2 separate regions of the Mus musculus genome follow, and region 1 is linked to region 2. The links are chromatin contacts, called in public promoter capture Hi-C maps. All regions are on one chromosome and are shown on one strand. Each heading gives the region's core, a stretch centred on a gene start, on an enhancer-like site or on the middle of the called end of the contact. The rest is flanking DNA. Distances are from core to core; before and after follow the strand shown. Region 1 has its middle 23 kb from the start of Map2k3. Region 2 holds the start of Mapk7 (mitogen-activated protein kinase 7).

Evidence for each region. Promoter capture Hi-C pulls out the DNA fragments that hold promoters and counts their contacts.
Region 1: a contact with region 2 is called in a promoter capture Hi-C map of liver, with 2.4 times the contacts expected there. The contact joins the enhancer-like site here to the promoter of Mapk7 in region 2. A contact is called at or near these places in 7 of 39 promoter capture datasets (cranial neural crest, embryonic stem cells, frontonasal cranial neural crest and 3 more), 4 of 484 Hi-C or Micro-C datasets (cerebellum, embryonic stem cells and palatal mesenchyme), 5 of 115 datasets of contacts at active chromatin or transcription factors (bone marrow-derived dendritic cells, bone marrow-derived macrophages, embryonic forebrain and 2 more) and 2 of 9 other capture datasets (embryonic stem cells and liver).

Annotation. Positions count from the first base shown.
Region 1 is chr11:60,953,132-60,956,203 of GRCm38.p6, forward strand. No RefSeq gene overlaps it. Among named protein-coding and RNA genes, the nearest start is that of Map2k3, 23 kb to the left of the region's middle. Within about 2 kb of position 1,455, at least 40 of the 459 cell types and tissues checked have an H3K27ac peak or open chromatin away from gene starts, as enhancers often do. A contact at or near this core is called in bone marrow-derived macrophages, liver and palatal mesenchyme, where this site is marked.
Region 2 is chr11:61,492,992-61,496,072 of GRCm38.p6, forward strand. Mapk7 (mitogen-activated protein kinase 7) reads right to left here and starts at 1,275. Exons shown (of 7, transcript NM_011841.2): 1 at 1,089-1,275; 2 at 656-963; 3 at 1-78. The coding sequence starts at 887.

The DNA of each region.
Region 1 (3,072 bases), core at 205-2,704, 540 kb before region 2:
GAGAGCTCCCTAACACGTAGTCAGAGCCAGCTGAGGCCGAGGGCAGGTAGTGATGCCTACAAGAAGGCTCTGAGGATGCGACTTGGTATAAATGCCCTTGGTAGGTCAGCATGGCTCTGTGCTTCTTGAGCTGTTGCCTGGAAGACTTGCATAGGCCCCGTTACCCCTGTTCTCCTGTAAGCAGGAATGTGTCATCTCAGGCACTGGTGGATTCAGGACAATATCCTAAAGGACCTGTGTCCATACACTACTCTATGAGGTCATCAGGATCTAGTGACTGCTTCTCCTAGCTTGACAAACACAGGCACTCAGCCACAGTTCTCTGGAGGGTTACTCCTGGCTAGGAAGGACTCATGTGCTCATGCCCAAGTCAGAAGACTGGAGTGTAACTTCAGGCACAGGTGGGCCATGGGGAGAGTCAGCCCACACAGTTTGACAGCAGGGCCTTGGTGTGCCTGGGAGAGTCCAGAACCCATGGGGCCTCTGTCACCACTCTTCCTTCACCTCTGTGCAGTAGTTTCCCAGGTTCACAGTTTCACGGAGCCTCTCGCCTTTAGACATAGGTTGGTTCTTTCCCCCAAGATCTGTGTTGGTGGGTCCTGTCTCAGGATGGCATGATTTAAAAGAATGGCCCACCAGTCCCAACGCCATCAGGACACATGTGCCCTGCTACTGTATTCCTGTAAGAGGAAACTGCCAATCCTTAAAGGGACTTGGTTAACTTTCGTTGAAGAATAACATAAAGGTAGAACCAATGTCTGGCCGTGAGTACCCACAGGCTAAAGTGGGCGGGCGTTTCTTCTTGCGCATGCGCAGGTTCTTCTTTGCAGTAGTCTAGGTTGCGGCCAGATCGCCTTTTCCCTGGCCGCCAGGAGGCGGCAAAGCCTGGACCTAGTCCTGCCCTGCAAGCCTCTGTAGATTCTGCAGGGTACAGTGCTGTTCACACAGGGCTGAGGGAGCCGGCTTTGTAGCTGGCAAACCATTCCACTTCTAGAGTGCAGCGCGCTTTACAGAGTGTCCCGCGGCTGACCAGACAGGCTCTGTAGAACAGATAACAATTTGCAATTCTCCACCACGTGGGGCTCCAAAGGACTTAATAATTCACTTTGCTGAAATTTGCCTAGTGCCTCACAGCACATTCCTCTTTATAGTGCTGCAAATAGTGGTTTCGGTCCTTTTACTGTTTGGAAACCTTAGCCCACCATCCAGTGTGCAGATCACATTGACATTTCAAAGCATGGCCCCATGGCTACAGCGAAGGTCCCACCCCAGGCTCCTTGCTTAGTGGCAGGCCCCTCTTGTTCCTATTAACACTTCTTGAGTCAGGGCCAGGAGATTAGGAACCTAACAGGGCCCTACAGAGTACCCGTTGTCTCTGTTTCCCATCAGGCAGCGGCTGGAACCAGCAGGCATCTCTAGTCTTGGAGTTAATGTCTCTGGACTGATGGACACAGAGGCCTTTCTGTTTCAGGCGTTGCACAAGAGCCCTCAAACAGCACAAACACTACAGATAGATAGGCCTGTCCTAGAATGGCTTCTGGAGGACACGTGGCACTTACAGGACACCCCTTCCTGGAGGTCAGGGCTGGCAGCTTTGGTTCAATATCAGCATTGTTGCCTCCCTCAGAATTGTGCTGCAGCTCCTGCCTCAAAACTTCCCTGTAACAGTCAGCGCTGACCATTGGCTCACCCAGGAGACGAACCTCTAAGCATGACAGTGATGGAGTTTCTAGACTGGTCTCCCTGAGGTGGGACGACCTCACTCTGAATTCGGGTGGCACCATTCTATGGTGCAGTTTCCTGGACTGGATGAAGAGGAAGATGAGGTAGCAGTGTCTGTCTCCTGTTGCCTCTTGACCATGGATGCACCATCTCAAGCTCTGGCCACTGTGCCTTTCCTGCCATGATGAGCTGTACCCTCAAATGGACCAAAGGTTAAACCCTCCTCCTTTAAACTATCCTGTCAGGCACTTTGTTACCGTAATGAGAAAAATAGCTATTACCTTCCAGGTGACCTACCCATCGTAGCTGGCCCTGCTACCACCCCCGCCGCCTGGCTTTTTATTTTTGTGTCATTCTCTCCTTCCCCAGTACTTTGCCCTGAGATGGTCTGCTCAGAGACCACCTCCCCAAAGAATCTACATCATTCCCTTAGTTGTTATCTGTCAACATTTCTGTTCCTTCTCTGCCTCTGGGACTGGACCAGGAGGGTCTGATTGCTCTGAGCCTGGGTCAGGCAGGGCTTGCGTGAGGCCTGGAAGGCAGGATGTGGGACACAAGACCTAGATGAAGGTAAGGTCCCTACAGAACTATGAAGTCTAGGCAGCCCTTATGTGGCGCCAGCCCCACTCTGACATCCTATGGTGTTGTCCTGCAACCCAGGACAATCCCGTTCTGTGCTGGGGACTGGGCTACTAGGCCAGGAGAAGACTTTTTTTCACCTGGTTATGTGGCTGCTAGCCCCACCTCCCTGCATCTCCCCCTCCCCCCCCCCCCAAGCTGTGAGAGCTGCCTGGCTCCCTCTTTTCTATCTCAAGCAGTTTCCCTGTTTTATTTTTCGAGCAAGGCTTTACCTAGGCAGCAGGATCCAGGTTGCCCCATCTGCCAGCCGGAAGGTAAGAGTGGATGCCTAAGACTCTCCCCAGCCACTCATACCCATGGAAACTCCAGCATCTGCTTTGTCTTTACACTGTCCCCTACCCCTGCCAGGGAGGTCACTCCATGAAGACAGCCTTTCTAGAGGGTCCTGGTTTGTCTTCTGTCCCCATTCTGCTTCCCAAGGCCCACAACATGAGGGCCATGTGCACACTCTGGCCTGTGAAGCCATTGCTTCACTAGCTCGTGGAAGCACACGGGAGGGTATGCATTTGCACTAGTCTTACATTTGGTAGAGTACCCCCTAGCTTCAAGCTCTGGGCAGCAGGCAATAAGGCATTCCAGAAGCTCACAGAGGCTCAGAAGGGTTCTGGGCACTTGAGATAGCAGAACCAGGCAGGACCCAGAAATCAGATGTCCACATGACCCAAGCTCTGCGCCATTGCAACTGGGTTACCTACCAAGCCAGGTTTCGTT
Region 2 (3,081 bases), core at 25-2,524:
TCAGCTCCCTGAGGGTCCGTTTGGCATTGGTCACCACATCAAAAGCATTAGGTATCTTCTTGATGGCCACCTGCTGGCCTGGGGAGCAGGAAAAGGGCATATACCAGAGAGTACCTTCAAGTTAGCTGCAGGTCCCTTCCAGCACTGCTCTTCTGGAGCCCAGATAGCAGTAAGTACCTACTGTGTGCAGGGCCCTGTGTGTAACATATATCAAATTTTAATTTCGCAACTGCCTCGTGAAACGGCTGCTAATAGCTCACATAGAGAGGAGGCGCGGCTAGTTAGCAGTGGTTGTGACTGTACTAACTGATCCTCCCTCCCTCCCTCCTCACATAGTCAGTCCATCCCAGATCCTCCCCATTCTTCCACCACTCCATCGTGCCAATCTCTGGCTCTAGAACATATCTCTTTTGGACACCAAAGAGCATCTCTCTATTCTGGCTTACAGGGAATATCCTTTTCCTAAGGAGAAAGTAGGCTGACTGGGAGAAGCAGGGGTTCCTGAGAAGGGTACCTAACGGGGAGCTGGCACCTAGTCCGTAAGCGTGAGTGGAACCAGAATCCCCGGCGCAGCTGATCCTCCTGGGACCGTGCGGGTTCCTCACCGCCTCTGGAAAGCAGTCCACACATGCTGAGCCTCAGGAAGCCAGCTCACCCGTGAGGCGGCGGCGCGCCGAAGACACCACCCCGTAGGCCCCATTGCCTATGGTCTCGATGATCTCGTACTCGTCCCCCACGTCAAAGGTCACGTCGAAGGAGCGGGCTTTGAGCAGGGCCAGGTTCTTGGCCACCACAGAGGCAGCGGTGTGAACGGGTTCTGCCTTCACCCTCCCAGGGGGCTCCCCAGAGCCATCTTCGCCGTCCTCCTCCTTCAGCGGTTCGGCCATGGTCTGTACGAAGCGCTGATGAGAAGATCGTCCTGAGGGCCTCTCAGTTCCGCCTCTGTGGGTTTGGAGGCAGGACCTGTGCAGCAGGCGAGAGGGGACCGCTGGCACAGAGAACCCCACGGCCCAGGATCCAGGGGGGCGCGGCGCGGCCCCGGAAGAAAGGGAGGGGCGGGGCGCTGGGACTCCCGGGATCGCACTCACCGACCGGCCGGCACCCCGCCGCCACGCCTCCTCGGGAATTTGGGATTCCTGAGTCTTGCCAACCCAGTGATGAGTGTTCCCCCGGGCTCGCTCACTTAACAAGAACCGCGGCCACCACCAAAGCCTCGCGTGCGCCGAAGCAGACCACCCCACCGGCCGCCCCGGGACCACGCTCCTCCAGCTCCCAGCCAATCGTTGAGCGGCCTCCGTGGAGGTTCCCACCCCTTTATTTTACTCTGTCCAATCAAAACTTACCGGACGGGAAAACCGCGCCCTTGTCAATCACGCGCGCGCGCGCGCGCGCCCAGCTGTCCCACTCCGGGCGGGAGCCGCCCAAGGGGTGATGCGTGCTCCTCAGGGGTGCGCGCGCAGCCCCGCACCATGCTCTCACGCATGCGTACTAGCAGCCTCCGGAGCTTGGGTGGTGGGGGGGAAGCGAGCAAGGCCCCACCAAGTTCTCTTGTACTTCTGAGCCTACTCGCTCCACAGGCCCGAAGGGCGGAGATAAGGGAGGGAGGAGGGGTGTTACCTAGGCAACAAGCTCCGCACCCCCCCACCCCCACCCCGTCCTTTTGGCTCCTCTTCCTTCCTTGTTAGCTTTATTTCCTAGGGAATTTGCTGCGCACTCTTTCGGCGCCGGAAGTTCTGGACGCCTTACCCCGGAGTAGTGACCAGAGACCCCAGTCTTTAGAGCGTCGCTGACTTGTTTTCCCCCACCCCCCCAACCACTCCAACACCCCCACCCCCACCCCCAGCCAGTGAGGACCTGGCGGGGATGCGCATGCGCTCTGAACCGGGCCAGACCCAACAACTTTTTCCCTTTCCTCTTCCATTTTTCCTCCATCCGGCTGGGACGTCCGGTTGAGGCAAAAGTGAGCATTGTTAACTCGAGAGCTAGAAAAGTTCTCGGTAGGCAGCTTAAGTCTCCAATCTCCAAAGAGATTCGGGATTCCCAGTGAGACAAGAAAAGTGTGGAGAGGGAAACTGGGATGAAATCCAGTAAAGTCTGAGTGTCCCCTTGACATTTATTACTGAGTTCTCAATCAAAAGCCAAAGGTTGAGTCTAAAGCAGAAATGGATCTTAGATATCATACACGGTTGTTTGTGTTGCCCAGCATTTGGTACTACATGCAGAAAGTTTCACACATCAATTCATTTTCACAAACTTAATACCTGCGCCTTTGATTTAGATTAAAATTTCTAAAAAAACTGGATGTACCGGCTCATGCTTTTAGTCCCAGCACTGAACAGGCAGAGGCTGGCCTCAAATTGACAGAGAGCTGCCTGCCTCTGCCTCCTGAGCGCTAAGATTAAAGGTGTTCACTGCCTGGCTAAATGACTATTTTGACAGAATGTTCAGAGAGTCTCAATTCAGTGTTACCGGGGCATGGGAAAGAAGGTGGAAAGTATTTAAATGGATGTCTTTAGAGGTTAGTGAAGATTTTATCTTAAATTCAGCGTGTTCAGCTAAGACCCCTCAGGTAGACTTTGGCTGAAATGTTCCTCTGTTCCCAGCAGTCTTGGGTATTTTTTGCTGAGCAGATAGTTCCTGTGCATGGCACAGGGATCTGCAGAAAAAAAATGCCTGCAAGGGGGAAGAGTTGAAAGAGGACGGAATCTGGTATTTTACTAGATAATGCAAGATTCTTATTCTTTGGAGCTGTTCCAGGGTAGACACAGCTCAGTTGAAGATTATTTGCCTGTGCTTCAGATAGGAAGTTACCCCTCATGGAATCAGATTTGTCACCATCAGGCCAGCATTTGCACACAGCAGAAACAGGCTGGAACCCCACCACTGAAGGATATAGCTTCTTCAGTCCACCACTACCCTCCACCACTCTGCCATACCTCTCAGCCCTGGCTCAGTAAATGACGTCACTTTAGTACTTGGACCTCTGTGTTCTGCACCTTATAAAAGCCAGGAAAATGAACTGGCCCAGAAGATTATAGTTTCAAAAATAAAAGTGAGACCAAGCATACGGGTGGGGGCGGT